Linked DNA regions of Canis lupus: region 1 is linked to region 2. A link is a contact called in public Hi-C data. All regions are on one chromosome and are shown on one strand. The core of a region is the stretch at or near the end of the contact, and the rest is flanking DNA. Distances in the headings are between cores, read along the strand shown.

Region 1 (3,701 bases), core at 838-3,337, 680 kb before region 2:
GCCTCCCCGGAGAGCTCCCGAGGATTCGCTGGGCCCCGCGCGCACCCGGGTGGGGCGGGCAGCGCCGTCCCGCCCGCGGCTCCGCGCCCGCCTGGGAAGAAGGCTCCGCGACCACGCGCCGGCCACGGGCCTGCTCACCTTCGTCCTCCGCTGACGTCTCGGTGCCCTCCTGCGCCTTGTCCGGGCTCTCTCCCTTGCTCCTGGCGGCGTCGCCCTCGTCCTCGTCCTCGTCCTCGCTTTTGTTCCTGGGCGCCCATGTCATCTTGTTCTCCTTCTTGAGGCGCCGGCGCGCGTTGGCGAACCAGGTGGACACCTGCGTGAGGGTCATCTTGGTGATGATGGCCAGCATGATCTTCTCGCCCTTGGTGGGGTAGGGGTTCTTGCGGTGCTCGTTGAGCCAGGCCTTGAGCGTGGCCGTGGCGTCCCGCGTGGCGTTCTTGCGGTACGCGGGGTCGTTGAGCTGGTACGGGTAGGCCGCGCTGCCGTACGGGTGGTAGCTGATGGCGCCCGTCATCCCGGTCGTATGGGCGTCGTAGGGCGCGCCCTGGAACCAAGGAGAGCCTGGTGAGGGGTGTGCGAGGGCCTGGCCCGCATCAGCCCAAAGCTGACCCCTCCGCCCCCCCCCTCCCCACGCCTCCCTTCCCAGGGTGAGCCCCGCACTGGAGCCTCCTTCCCCGCGGCAAAAGAGCGGAAAAAACGCAGCGCACAGGGCGAGACAGGCTGCAGATTGCGAAAACGCTGCCGTTCTAATCTCGAATTTTTGAACTATTTCACTTTCCTAAAATGACACATCTTCCCCCAAAAGTCCCCGAGCTGCGGGCACAGAGGTACGCAATCATACACACACAGAGACCCACAGGTACTTCCTTGATATCTAAATTTCTCTGGCTGGCTCCCCCTACTCCCCCGTCCCCGCCCTTCTACGGTTAAAAAACCACCCCGGAGCCCCCGCTCCGCTATTCACCGCTCTAAAGCTCGGCAAATCCAATTTGCAACTCAGAAGCCAGTCACCGTTTCGAATTCTTCAAATACGCGGTAATTAGCATTTTAATTCAGCCTTTAACGTTTAAATTCGAGACATTTGCAGCCTCCGCCAAGGCCCCAGTTCCACTGTCGCTGCCCTGGAATTCCACCGAGGGCGGGCAGCGGCGACAGTCCCCCCGCGCCCCACTCCCCCCCCCCTCCGTCCCAGCCTCGATCGTCCGAAACGGGCGTAAGCAGCACCGGGGCCGGGCCCAGCTGCGGACCCGGAGGCCAGCGGGACGACCCCAGGCCCGGCAAGCGGCAGCGGCCCTGGGTACTCGGGGGACCGAAGCGGCATTAGGGTTGCCACACGCCCGCCGCCGCGTCTTTCGGAAGCACGGCCTGTGGGACGGATGAAGGCCGAGATCGCGGCGCGCCGGGCAGGGCCGCGAGCTGCCGCCGGACCCTCCGCTCCCTCCCCCTCCCGGTGAGCCCCCCCCCCGCCCCCAAACCCCGAAAGTCAAGCTTAAGCGCCCGGCCTAGCCCGGGAGGCCCCAGGGGCGCCGAGCCCCGCTCCCGGAGTCCCCGGCCGGCCCTGCACCCTGCGCCTGGCTTGGGCGCGCGAAGGCAGGACGACCCAGGGCACATTCCCGACCCCGGCGGTGTCGCACTTTTCAAGCTCTTTGGGAGCAGCACCCAGGACCCCGAGGGTCGAGGGGGGGACGGACCCCCGGTGTGACGGACGTCGCCGGCGGGCCGCGCTGCCTCCCGCTCCGGCCTCCCGAATCCGCGCCCCCGCGCCCCCGCGCCCCCGCGCCCCGCTCGCGGCCCCCGCGCCCGCCGCTCCGCGTCCCCCCCACCCGCCCGCGCGCCGTTACCATGTAGGACGGGAAGCCGGCGGCGGCGGCGGCGTCGGCCGAGTACTGCAGCGGGCTGCCGAAGCCGGTGGCCGCCTGTGCCGTGAAGGCCGCGGAGCCCGGGTACGGGCTGAACGCCGAGCCCGACGCCGAGCGAGCCAGCTCCTCGCTGCGCGGCGCCGCCAGCGCCGAGGCGCCGTACGCCGGGCACGAGTAGAGCGCCAGCGAGCCGGGCGCCTGGTACAGGTAGCCCTGCGGGTAGGACATGGTGGGCGCGGGGCGCGGGGCCCGCCTCACGCCGAGCAGCCGGCCAGGCGCGCGGCGCCCTCCATCCACGCCCGGCCGGGGCGCGGCGCGGCGGCGGGCGCGGGGGCCCCGGGCCGAGGCAGGCCGGCCCGCGCACTAGCCCGGGAGGCCCGCGGGCCGGGGACGCGGCGGGGCGGCGGGGCGGCGGGGCGGCGGGGCGGCGGCGGCGCGGAGCCGGTGGGCGCAGCCGCGCGCCAGGCCGGCGGTCGGGGTTTGGGGGAGTCTGGAGTCGGGAGTGAGGAGTTGAGGAAGGAGCGCTCGAGTTTCCGAGGGACATTGGAACGCGGAGCTGTCCGTCACGCGCTCATCTGCATATTCGGGCGCCCGCCCCCTCCCCTGCTCCGCCCGCTCCGCCCGCTCCGCCCGCTCCGCCCGCCCCGGCTGCCGGGCCGCGGCCGGGGGAGGGGCGGGGAGGGGAGGGGAGGGCGGAGGAGGAGGCGGGAGGGCGGGGGAGGAGGAGGAGGGAGGGACGCGCAGGCTTTTGTGGCGCAGACGCCAGCCCGCGGCCCGCGGCTGGAGCCCGGTCCTCCCCGGCCGGCTCCTCCCGCCGCCCCCGTCCCCTTCCCCATCGCGCCCCCCGCCGCCCCCTGCACCCCTCCCCGTTCGGCCCGCGAGGACTGGGCGGGGGCCGCCCGCAGTCGGGGACCCTTCTGCGCCGCGAGGAGGCCGGCCCAGGTGACGGCGCGCGTGACCCCGGGCTCGGGGCCAGGATCCGGGGCGGAGGGAGCCGGGCCCTCCTGGGGGTGGCGTGCGCCGCTGTCGCCCCCTCCCTCCCCGGGCTCCTGGGCCTGCCCGGGGAGCCTCCCCGCGTGGCCTCGAGTCCGGTGGCCTGCCCCGCGCCGCCCAGCGCGTGCCTGCGACCCCGGATCGGGGAGGGCCCTGAGGTGAGCTTCTGCTCCCCAGTCCCTAGGGGGACACCCGGGGCTCTGCGTGCCAGGACTTTGCGCTCTTGGGAAGGTGTAGACGCTCGCCGCCAGTGTTTCTCTCGGGAAGATGTCACCCCTGAAACGCTGTACTTGATTGTATTTTGATAAGTTGACTCTTCTTTGGGACAAGTGTCGTAAAGCGCTCCGGAGAATGACTGTCACCGGACAGACCGCCTCTGCACGACGTGAAGACTCGCTGTCGCTGTCGCTCGGGAGGAAGAAGGAGGGCTGCGGGAGCGAGCGCTGTCAGCAGCACAGGTGGCTCAGGTAAAACGAGGGGCTCCGGAGCTCCCTCTCGGGCCCAGAGGCAGGTGCTTAGCCAGGGGCCCCCCGGGACCCCAGCCCCAGAGACCCTTCACTCCCCAACCCTTCTGCACCCCTTCTGCACCTGGGGCGGGAGGATGAAGGCACCTGGTTCCTGGGGTGTCACGGATGGGGGGGTGCCCAAAAGGCACACGGGGTGTCAGTGTGCACTATCCTGGGCAGGGCACCCACCCAACAGGTGCCTTTTCCTCGGAGGCCCTCTCTGGGGTGGGTTACCTGTGCGGTAGAATTGCTGCAGGTGGGAGCTGCTGCGGCCTGCGGCACCTGCCCCACCAACCCTGTTATGGACTTCTGCGGGGGTCCAGCAGGCCCTGGCCTGGCCAGG
Region 2 (3,498 bases), core at 244-2,743:
AACCAAGGCTGACACCGCAGTGCGCGGGTGACATTCCTGCGGGTCCAGTGGTCCCTCCCTGCAGGGCAGGGAGTGGTGCCCGGCGCTGGCTGCTGCTAGGAGCTGGCAGGAAAAGCGATCCCGACCCGGGGTGGGTATCCTGGGCACACTCCCTACGTGGTCCGCGGGACCAAGCCGCCCGGGGCACGGGGACGCGGCCTGCCCGACAGATGTGCCGTGCACCGGGAGGCGAGGAGGACCTGCCCCGGTCGTCCGAGCCCCAGCGCGGACCTGGAGCCTGCCCCGAGCGCCGGGTTCACGGCAGTGTCCTCTCGCTCTTCCGGCCGACGACAGACGAGAGGGAGGAAGGCAGGGAGGGAGAGAGAGGGACGGAGGAGAGGACGGCCTGTCCCCGGGCTGGTGGCGGCGCCGCCGCGGGCCGCAGACCGCCACGCAAGTTGGCTTCTTGCACGTGCACACCTAGTGGACAGACGAGGGCCCGGAGCCACACTCGGCTCCTCCATCGCCGGGGCGGGGGCGGAACGTCTCCCTCCCCCCCGCAGTGGCGATTTTCCAGCAAAGACGGTGCCCACCCCCGCCTCCAAGAACCTGTCGCGGCGGCTTCCCGGCTGCCCCGGCTCAAAGTTTTCCCAACTGCAGAAGCCCGCAGAGCTCGGCCGCCTCCCGCGTCTGCACTGCCGGGTGACCCGCGAAGACCTAGGGGCCCGCGGACGCCGCGCCGCGCCGCGCCGAGGGGCACCGGGGTGCGCTCCTGCCCGGGGGTCCGGGGACGCGGAGGCAGCGCCACCTCGGAGGCCAGGCCGCTGCCCGCCGGCCGTCGGCGCCCCAGCGCCGGCCCCGCTGCCCGAGCGGCGGAGGAGCCGGCGCCGAGGGGTTTCCCTGAAAGAGAGACGCACCTCGGCTCGGACGCGGCTCGCCCCGGGGTCCGACAGCTGCGAGCCGGCGCGCGCAGGGCGGGAGACGGCGGCGGGGCCCGGCCGGGAAGCAGCCCGCGGCCGGCGGCCCCGCACCCGCCGCCCCGCAGCTCGCGCGCCCACGGCGGACGGAGGTGGCCCGACCGGCGCGGAGCACCACGTGCTCGCCGGGAGGGGCGGGAGCGGCCGGCTGGGGCGGGCGGGAGGCAGGCGGGGGAGGGGGCGGGCGGGGAGCCGGGGGCGGGGCCAGCGCTCAAGGGGATGCCAATCAAAGCATCAACTTCAAATTGTGTCTGAAAGCCCCGCCGCCGAGCGGAGGGCGGCCGCCGCAGTCGGCGCGGGATCGCGGAGCCGGGCGCAGCCGGGAGCCGGGCGCCAGCGAGCACCGGGCCGAGCAGCAGCCACCGGCCCCCGCCGCCGGGCCGGCCCGAGTGCGCCCGGCCGGCCGCCCGCTCCCACCGCCCCCGCCCCCGCCCCCGCCCCCACCCCCGCCGCGCCGCGCCGACCCCCGCCCCCGCCCCCGCCCCCGCCCCTTTAATACTGCCCGCCGCCGCCGCCGCCGCCGCGGATCCGCGGACATGTCCTTCCCGCAGCTGGGCTACCCGCAGTACCTGAGCGCCGCGGGGCCGGGCGCCTACGGCGGCGAGCGCCGGGGGTGCTGGCCGCCGCCGCCGCCGCCGCCGGCCGCCTCGTCGGGCCGGCCGGGGGCGGCGGAGCTGGGCGCGGGCGCGGGCGCGGGCGCGGCCGCCGTCACCTCGGTGCTGGGCATGTACGCGGCCGCCGGCCCCTACGCGGGCGCGCCCAACTACAGCGCCTTCCTGCCCTACGCCGCCGACCTCAGCCTCTTCTCGCAGATGGTGAGTGCGCGGGCCTGCCCGCGCCCCCGCCTCGGCCGCTCCCCCGCAGGAGCGGGGGAGGGCGGCGAGGGGGGGAGCGAGGGGCGCGGGGAGGCCTGGCCCGCGGGGCGCGCGGCGGCGGGGGCGCGGGGAGGCCGGCGGGCGACGGCCGCGGCGGCTCGGGGCCGGGGGAGGCGGGAGGCCTGGGCCGCGACCCGGGGCTCGGCGGGAGGCGGGAGGCGGGAGGGAGGCCGGAGGCCGGAGGCGCAGGCCCGGGGCGCGCGCCGCGCGGGCGGGAGGTGGGGGCCCCAGGCGCTCGCGCCCCCCTGGGCTCGGCGGGCGGGGTTCCGGCCGCGCGGCCGGGTTCGGCGGGACGCCCCGGGCCGGCCTGCGGACTCGGCTCGCGCGACCTCTCGGGCTTCGGGGGCCGGGCGGGGGGCGCTCGGTGCTCTCCCGCGTCGGTGACTCCTGTGGTTGTGTCCGACTTGGCCGGAGGGAACCCTGGAAAGCCTCGGAGACTTGATCGAAGTAAACCCAACAATGGGGAGATGAGACGGGGCCGGATGGGGTCTCGTATTGGAGGGTGTGCAGTTCTGAGATTTAGCGGGGGGGGGGGGGGGGGGGGGGAGAGTGGAAATGATTTTGGCGTCCGAAACGGTGTTTGCTTTGACTTTCGTTAAGTTGCCAAAGTTTTCATTTCTTTTGCACCGAATGAAAAGCACTTTTCTTTCCGCGTTACATAATGGAGGATTAAAGAAAACAGAGTCCCTGGGCTTAAAATAAATGCTGTCCTCTTAGTCTCCCGTCCCAGTGGGTGTCAGATGGGGGGAGGGAGCTGCAAATTTCATTCTCGGCGGGGCATTCGCCATTCTGTCGGTGCAGAGGATCCATTTTCCCTGGTCTGACTGCAAGGTCGCGCTTAAACTTCGGGCTCCTGGGGAACTGCGCGCGGGCGCGGGGGGCCCGGGGGCCGGGGAGGCAGCCCCTCTGGCGCTGCTGCTGCCCTCGGGGTAAGGGCCGTTTGCAGCCCCCCCCCCCCCACGTGTCCCGGCTCCCCGCAGAAGAAGAGCCAGGAAATAAATACCGGCCCACTGTACACGAGCAAAGCGGCTGGTGGGGTTTTCTGTAACTTTTCTTGTAGTTTTGAAAAGAAAGGCTATTTCTCTGAAAGCGGCCCCAGCTGCCTTTCAGACCGCTCGCTATCGAAAAAGATCAGCTCCCATTTTGTTCTGGCGGCTGGGGATGCCAGGGAAGCGATGAGAGATTTACAAGGTATCCTTTCAAAAAGAATTCCCAGCAGAGAAGAGGCCGAAATGTCCTCCTTACAGTTACAACCAAAATAATTAGAAAAGTGCCAAGTACGCTTTGCAAAGATTGGGCAGAAACGAAATCTGGCCAGGGCAACCTTTTCTCTGTGTTTTCCACCACTAAACTCATTAGTCAAAGAAATATTCTGCTCTTCACAACTTTCTCAGGCTGGGAACCCCCTCTGCTAACATAGCAACTGGACCGTATTTACGTGGAGAATTATCATTTTTTAAACAGAAATTTTGAGTACGGATGTGTGCCATTTGGGACCCCCCTCCATGGTGTTTCTGCAAGAGAAAGGGAGCTGTGTGGTGTGAATCCGCTCCCATTGTAGTGCGATGGGGAAGGGAAATGCTTGATTTTTGGTATCTTATTTTATTTTATTTTTACTAAAGGGGAAACCTTGTAGAAATGCCCCCCTCCTCCCCAAGGTGTATGTA

Evidence for each region. Hi-C and Micro-C count contacts between places; a contact is called where the count stands out from the background.
Region 1: a contact with region 2 is called in a Hi-C map of blood, with 4 times the contacts expected there. The contact joins the promoter of IRX2 here to the promoter of IRX1 in region 2. A contact is called at or near these places in 3 of 9 Hi-C or Micro-C datasets (amygdala, blood and skin fibroblasts).

What each region holds. Positions count from the first base shown.
Region 1 is chr34:10,369,651-10,373,351 of UU_Cfam_GSD_1.0, reverse strand. IRX2 (iroquois-class homeodomain protein IRX-2) reads right to left here and starts at 2,087. Exons shown (of 5, transcript XM_038583349.1): 1 at 1,842-2,087; 2 at 139-544. The coding sequence starts at 2,087. It overlaps LOC119867475 (a long non-coding RNA gene), which reads left to right and starts at 1,213. Exons shown (of 4, transcript XR_005383701.1): 1 at 1,213-1,450; 2 at 3,183-3,319.
Region 2 is chr34:9,686,228-9,689,725 of UU_Cfam_GSD_1.0, reverse strand. IRX1 (iroquois-class homeodomain protein IRX-1) reads left to right here and starts at 1,493. Exons shown (of 4, transcript XM_038583257.1): 1 at 1,493-1,771. The coding sequence starts at 1,493.